Regions from separate parts of the Mus musculus genome. Here region 2 is linked to region 1. The links are chromatin contacts, called in public Hi-C maps. All regions are on one chromosome and are shown on one strand. Each heading gives the region's core, a stretch centred on a gene start, on an enhancer-like site or on the middle of the called end of the contact. The rest is flanking DNA. Distances are from core to core; before and after follow the strand shown. Region 1 overlaps Nfib (nuclear factor I/B). Region 2 overlaps Nfib (nuclear factor I/B).

What was found. Hi-C and Micro-C count contacts between places; a contact is called where the count stands out from the background.
Region 2: a Hi-C map of the N1E-115 cell line shows a contact between it and region 1, with 2.4 times the contacts expected there. The contact joins two enhancer-like sites. A contact is called at or near these places in 1 of 484 Hi-C or Micro-C datasets (the N1E-115 cell line), 1 of 115 datasets of contacts at active chromatin or transcription factors (liver) and 1 of 9 other capture datasets (embryonic stem cells).

What each region holds. Positions count from the first base shown.
Region 1 is chr4:82,302,526-82,305,905 of GRCm38.p6, reverse strand. The region is part of intron 11 of Nfib (nuclear factor I/B); the gene reads left to right. Among named protein-coding and RNA genes, the nearest start is that of Nfib, 200 kb to the left of the region's middle. Within about 2 kb of position 1,520, at least 116 of the 459 cell types and tissues checked have an H3K27ac peak or open chromatin away from gene starts, as enhancers often do. A contact at or near this core is called in the N1E-115 cell line, where this site is marked.
Region 2 is chr4:82,461,631-82,465,010 of GRCm38.p6, reverse strand. The region is part of intron 2 of Nfib (nuclear factor I/B); the gene reads left to right. It also overlaps 2310067E19Rik. Among named protein-coding and RNA genes, the nearest start is that of Nfib, 42 kb to the left of the region's middle. Within about 2 kb of position 1,575, at least 44 of the 459 cell types and tissues checked have an H3K27ac peak or open chromatin away from gene starts, as enhancers often do. A contact at or near this core is called in the N1E-115 cell line, where this site is marked.

The sequences.
Region 1 (3,380 bases), core at 271-2,770:
AGGGGCAGCCGTGTGCATGGCATGCTCAGTAGTTATTGTGAAACACTGCTTTTCTTTATAAAATGTATGTTCTCTATCGAAAGACTAAAAACCAAAAACTTAAAGATAATTTTCAGTAGGTTGCAAACTGCATTCACACGTGTACGTTTATGTAGACAGGTAAGTGTCACATGCGATGCATGTATGTGGACAGTCCTGTTCCTATAGAATTAAGCTACTGTTTACTTCAGCATTATTTAGACTATCCTGGCATGTCTCCTAGGTTAGCATTTCCTGCTCAGGATTTCTTATCTTGACACAAAACTGCAGTCCGGGGCAGCTGGGTTGTTTCTGAAGTTCCTTGGGATGGTGGTGGTGGTGTGTGTGTGTGTGTTTGGGGGGCTGGGGGGAGGAGGGGAAGCTGGATTCCCATCTCTGAATCTTCTTTTCAGCTGTTGGCTCTAAAGTGTTCACATTTTTATACAGCATCCTGGGGCCCTAGCACCACTCCAGGACTAATAGAAATGCTGACAAGCTAGGTGGCATAGGTGAGTCCTTGGTTCAAGGCTGAGAATTATGAAATCTAAGGTTGCATCTGAGCAGGGTTTGGTACCAGGGCAGCTGCTGTTGTCATCCTTTGCTTTGAATAGTCTCGTGAAAGCAGTGACTTTCTGTCCTCATCAGCATCATTTGCACCTGTTGGGAGAGCAAAACTGAAGGCGGTAGTATTTTATTCAGATTATCCGAAATGGTTTTCACTCACTCGCTCACACACACACACACACACACACACACACACACACACACACACACACACAGTGTCTCTGTCTCTGATCTGGCTATTGGAAGCAGTGTTGAGACATCATTTTCGCCTACCTTTCTCCATTTATAAAGAGAGATTTGTCCAACTGGCCGTTTCCTTTTTATCTAGACAAACTCTTCAGAACACTTCCTAAGAAATTAATTGTATTCCAGCCAGACTTGCATGCTGCCATCCCACAGGAAATGGGTCAGCAATCCATTAAGATGCCATTAGATAATCTAATTTGGAACTTAATCTCTAAATTAACCATGCTCCATACTTGAAGCATACTTGAGAGAAAGAAAAAAAGTTTACGTTTGAATCGATAGGGGAGCCGAAGCGTGAAGAAGGCTGTTTGTTTTTTCTGTAGCTGTGGTCACGTCTCAAGCCGTCTGGTAACCAGGAGAAACCAGACATGATGTAATTCCAGATTGAACTTGAACTTCAGGGACTTAGCATGGGGGAACAATGGGCCATAGGAATCAATAATGTCCATTTTCCACATGATTATGTCTGGAGCTTTCCCGTCAACCCTTTTGGATGGACAGTGTGGCCAAAGCGAGATGATCCAGGGACAAGATGTTAGAGGAAAGAGAACAACTTTCTCCATGGTACTTTCAGAGCAGCGCTGCAGATTCCAGCGGGATTAGAAAAGTTCCCGCTCTGCAGTGAAGTGGGAGCTCGTTCAGAGCACTCTTTGTTCGCCTAGGTAGGACAAACTTAATCTTCCGTTTCCTGTCAGATGGTTTTTGGCAGCAGAGCCAGAGAGGGAGGAGCAGGATTCAGAACATTCTCAAAATGCAAACCTTACTGGTTAACCCTTTTGCAGCTAAAGGAAGTGTGCTAAATGCTGACCTTGTTTGAAGATGGTTTATGCAAAGCACCGTGTAAACACGCACACTCTCTGCTGAGGAAGTCAGCTCCATTGCGGCCCACACACCATCACTTCATTGTTGTGATCAAGGAGCTGGAACTAGGTGTACTGTGAATCAGGTCATATTTAAATAATAGAGCCTAGAAATGAATGTATTTTTATAGGAAATGCTACAGCAGTAAAGACAAAAGCCTGTTGAATTTCCACATGGGGAATAATAATATTTATGTTGCATATCAGAAAGTGTAGAAATAGAGTTTCCTCTCCTATTTTCTTCGTTCTGGGAGCTCTCTGCATATGTGAACACAGTGAAAGGGCCAATGTCATAAATATAATTGTTAACTCCTTGACATCTTACTCTTCAGAAATCTGGTATAAACAAGTCCTCTTCTTTAGAAGCAAAACTGTAAAAATAATACTAGTATTTGCTTTTAAGAAAAATCATTTGTGAAAGAGTCTCCTGGCTTTTATACAAACTCACATTTCTCTTTCATTTAGTATGCCTTTGGGGAGCCTTTCTGTGAAAAGCACTATTTTGGAGAACCGGAGTTTTTTTTTTTTTGGTAGGGAAATGTCTGTAGTTGAAGAATCACTTATGCAAATAAGAGGAGCAGTAACCCTTGTAACAATAGCATTGAAAAGAAGCCCAGGGGTGGAGAGGAATACAGACTAGAGAAAGGCTGGAAATCAACATGTGGGCTTCCCTGTGGCATGGTCTGGGAGGAGTAAATGACTACAGTTGGCCTGTATGTTTTTATATTTTAATTGGCAATAACATCCGGTAGCTTCATAAGTGTGTGTGTCTGTGTGTGTGTGTGTGTGTGTGTGTGTGTGTGTGTATGCATGCACGGGTGTCTTGTAATTGATTTGTAGTTAACAACTTCATAATTTTCTATCATAGGTTTTTTAGCTCTAAAATATGAGCAAAATCAAATCTTTAAAAAATATGCTTAATTTCCTGATTGAGGGGAAGGATTGCCCTTTAAATCTTATTTACATTTGACTGTTGTAAGCAAGTAAGTTTTTGTGACTTTTGAAGTGCCTGGGTTCCCTTGTTGAAGGGCCTTCTAACATCATGTGTGGAAGGAAGCCTCTATAGTAAAAGCAAAGGGTAGCAATGATCTGGTTCCCTAGACAGCTGCGCTGTCCCCATGTGAAGTCACTATTGCGTGTCGTCTTTTGCAGATGCAGTACTTCACTGGTATATGATACCCCCTTTTTTTTTTAAATTTGGAAAATACTTTCACTAATGCGTGCTACAATGAACCCTTGATCCAGCGTCCCCCAGAAGCAAAGCCGTCTGAAACAATTGACTATAAACCAATGAGGTTTGACAGCCTCCCATTTGATGTTATTTTCAAAAGTGTGGCTCCCCAAGGATTAACAATAAAGAAGGCTATTTACCTACTTAGTTAAGAAATAAATACACTTCTCTTTCATTACTATGAAGTGCTATTGCTTGCAGTTAGATTCATTCTATGAGCCACCTGCAGTTTATGATATTTGGTGTTTCCCAGAGAGCCCACTGGGGCCCTTTGCAGAGCAGGTAAGAGCTAGCGAGGGGGCTTTCTGATGCAGACTATTACAAATAGTTATAATCATTAGAAATCATCTTGCATGCAAATAGGATCATTCATATGGCGATAATGATCATTAAAAATGGGAAAAATAAATCAAAGAAATCCAGGACCTCTATAAAGCATGTAGTATAATTCACTTTCACTC
Region 2 (3,380 bases), core at 326-2,825, 160 kb before region 1:
TTCTGGAAAGCATTTTGGTTTGTTTAACAAAATTCTTACTGAGATTTAAAGTGTACCCCCAAGGTGCCCTGTGCCCTGTGCCCACCTTGCTCCATGGAACGACAGTGTGGTAGTGCAGCCAGGCATGCGGTCCCCTTTTCCTTGGCATCCCTTTGAGCGGCATAAGATCCATATTCTAGTCTCTGAGAGGTGGAAGTGTGTCTTGTCCAGCTGAATCTTTTGGTCTGATTTTTTCCCCCCTGGTCCTAATACATGTTTATTCCTACATGCGACAGATCTGCAGTCGTGTTTTCTTTCTGAGTTATAATGACTCAGATGTCATAATTAATCTGATGAGCAGGTGGGGTTATTAGCCCTGTGCTTCACTTGCTAATAGCTCCACAGTTTTTCTAAAGTACTCTTTCAACTAAGGAGGCATTTCTTCACATAGAATAAACAGTACAGCACAAAAGCCTCAGTTAGATAACTATCCGTGGGCTTGAAAAGCTGCCAAGCAGATGTTGTTATTGGAGCTGGCCCAGGCGAGATTGGGCCAGGCAGATGCTCATGGGGAGGGGAGTAGGGGGAGCAAAGGGGGAGGAGAAACAAGTGAGTGGAGGTTGCAGGGAGGAGGGGGGTGGTTCTCTAGGACCCTGACACCAGGTTGAGACAGATGGGAGGTACCTTTGTGTCATATGTGTTACTTCCATGCTTGTGACCTTTAGGCAGACACAAATGAGGGTGGGATGGACGAGGGGACCCTCTGCAAGTATCCACATGGGAGTGCTCATCCAGCAGTCGGAGACTCCTGGTTTGCATTAGGGGGGCTGTGTGCAATTTCTGAAGGGCCTACGGAGACCGTGCTTCATACCTATCCACGTATGTAATGGACGTGACATTTCCCAGAACACACAGGTTTCTCCTTTATTGCTCTAAATTAGGTTGTGCAAACTTAAGACAAAAGGCTGCTCTGTTTCCCATCACCCTTTCTATAATTTTTCTTTGCACATTTCCCACTCTGGATTAAAATGGTGCAAAGTAACCGCTTACTTTTCTGAGTTTAAAATGAATCTTGAGGTCTGTCAGCTTTCTATGAAGTAAATGTGTGGAAGGTTTTTTTTTTTTCCTAAGCTGATCTTGTTTTGGTTCTCTGCCGTGTGTGTGTGTGTGTGTGTGTGTGTGTGTGTGTGTCTGTGTGTGTGTGTGCTAAAGCTTTTTAAAACTCATCTCTCACTCCCCTTCACTAGATTAAATTCTGTAATCTCATTTTTCTTTGAGCTGATCTCAAGCCAATGGTCTGGGGATTTTATAGCCAAGGGATAATTTTTGATAATGGGCTATTAAAACACTTGCATGCCTACCCTGTCTTTCAAATTAGTGTGTGCAGATCGTCTTTCTTGGGGTGGGGGTGGGGGGAGTCCTTCCCTTGGCAATAAGCAACTGATTATGCTGTAAGTAGCGTGAAAGCTTCCTGGAAGGTTTGTGCCGGGTGCACAGGTACCTTTGAAAGGACAAATAGCATGGTAGCTGTGGCAGGAGCCGAAGCACTGCCCAGGGGTTCTCTTCTCCTCATGGGAGGGAAAGTCTTGTTTTCTCTTATCCAGACGGGCGTAGTGTCTCAACACCAGGCCATCTAATAGTTTACTTAGTGATGGAAGTGCAGTGTCTTGAGACAGTGGTGTGAGGTCATGTGGTTTTTTGCTGCTGTTTATGGTATGCATATTAATGGGTTAAAAGTGAATAAATCACAGGATAGAGGTCAGGCAGCACCTGTATAAATAATGAGCTTGCCTTTCAAAATATGTAATGTAAAATTAATCAAATATGTGTAGCTCGCCACTTAAATTTTGTTCTATTCAATTAAGCTTCCTTTTCCTCCTCTAGGTTGTTTTTATCGTTGTGTTGTGTTTTTTATAATGAAAGGATTAAAGGAAAACTCATAGGTCCTGAGAAAGTACACTTTCTTGTCAGTATTTGGTTTGAGTGTGACTAGGATTTTGCTAGCAGAAGAGTAAGGTCAATATCTTGTAGTTAAAGAATGCATCTGGCCAGGTGTGGTGGCGTATGCCTTTAATCCCAGCACTCGGGAGACAAAGGCAGGCGGATTTCTGAGTTCGAGGCCAGCCTGGTCTACAAAGTGAGTTCCAGGACAACCAGGGCTATACAGAGAAACCCTGTCTCGAAAAACAAAAAACAAAAACAAAAAACAAAAACAAAAAACAAAAACAAAAAACAAAAACAAAAAACAAAAAAACAAAAAACAAAAACAACAACAACAACAACCCCCCCCCAAACCCAAAGAAAGAAACAAACAAACAAAAAGAATGTATCTGGTTCATTTTTTTAAAAATAAAAACATTTATTCATTCATTCATTCATTCATTTATTTAATGTATATAAGTACACTGTCACTGTCTTTAGACACACCAGAAGAGGGCATCAGATCCCATTATAGATGGTTGTGAGCCACCATGTGGTTGCTGGGAATTGAACTCAGGACTTCTAGAAGAGCTGTCAGTGCTCTTAACCATTGAGCCATCTCTCCAGCCCTCCCCCCACTCATATATGTTGTTGTTGTTGTTTTTAAACATTACATTTATTTGCTTTGATTTTTTTTTTAAAGGGGAAATACACCATGGTGTGTATATGGAAGTCAGAGGACAACTTGTGGTTGGTTCTGTCCTTCTACCACATGGGATCAAATTCAGATCGTCAGGCCTGGCAGCAGGGCGCCTTTACCTGCTGAGACATCTCACTGGCCCTGATTCTGTGTCTTAGTTTTTTTCTTTTTTATACAAAGGTTGTACTTACAGGCATATTTAAAGTAGCATGACCACATGGATCACGAAACTCATGCTATGTGGAAGACTTGGCACGAGAGCTTTCCTTTTAAATTGTAAAGTTAGGCTTCAGACACGTCGAAGTTCTCAGCACACTGCTATCATGTGTGCAGATGGTAAGAACATGCCTGTCTCATGCCTGCATCTTTTCTCTCAGTCTGTGTTTTTGTTGCTCCACAACATGACATGTATCTGGTGAATCCCCTCTTTATTATTGGTAGTACTTTAGGAAAACCTTTCTAATCTGGCAACTGGATCTTGCTGGAGAGTAGTTCTGAAGGAAACAAGGGGCTGGGTCCAATGAGAGTCCAGATCCCCAGACTCAAGGGCAGAAGATGTGCCCAGTCAGCACAATTTACTACAATATTTAATGTTTCATATGACATGCAGCCTCCAGGAAACTTCCACTGTTCTTTATTGGCAAATGCTGATTAAAATTGTTTTGAAGTATTCATGGACTGAGCTAGTGTTCAGGACATCAGATCTGAGAATGCACGTTCAGTCCGTAGACAGCACATGTCAGTACTTCCCATAGCAAACATCTTGCCATGTAAGTCATCA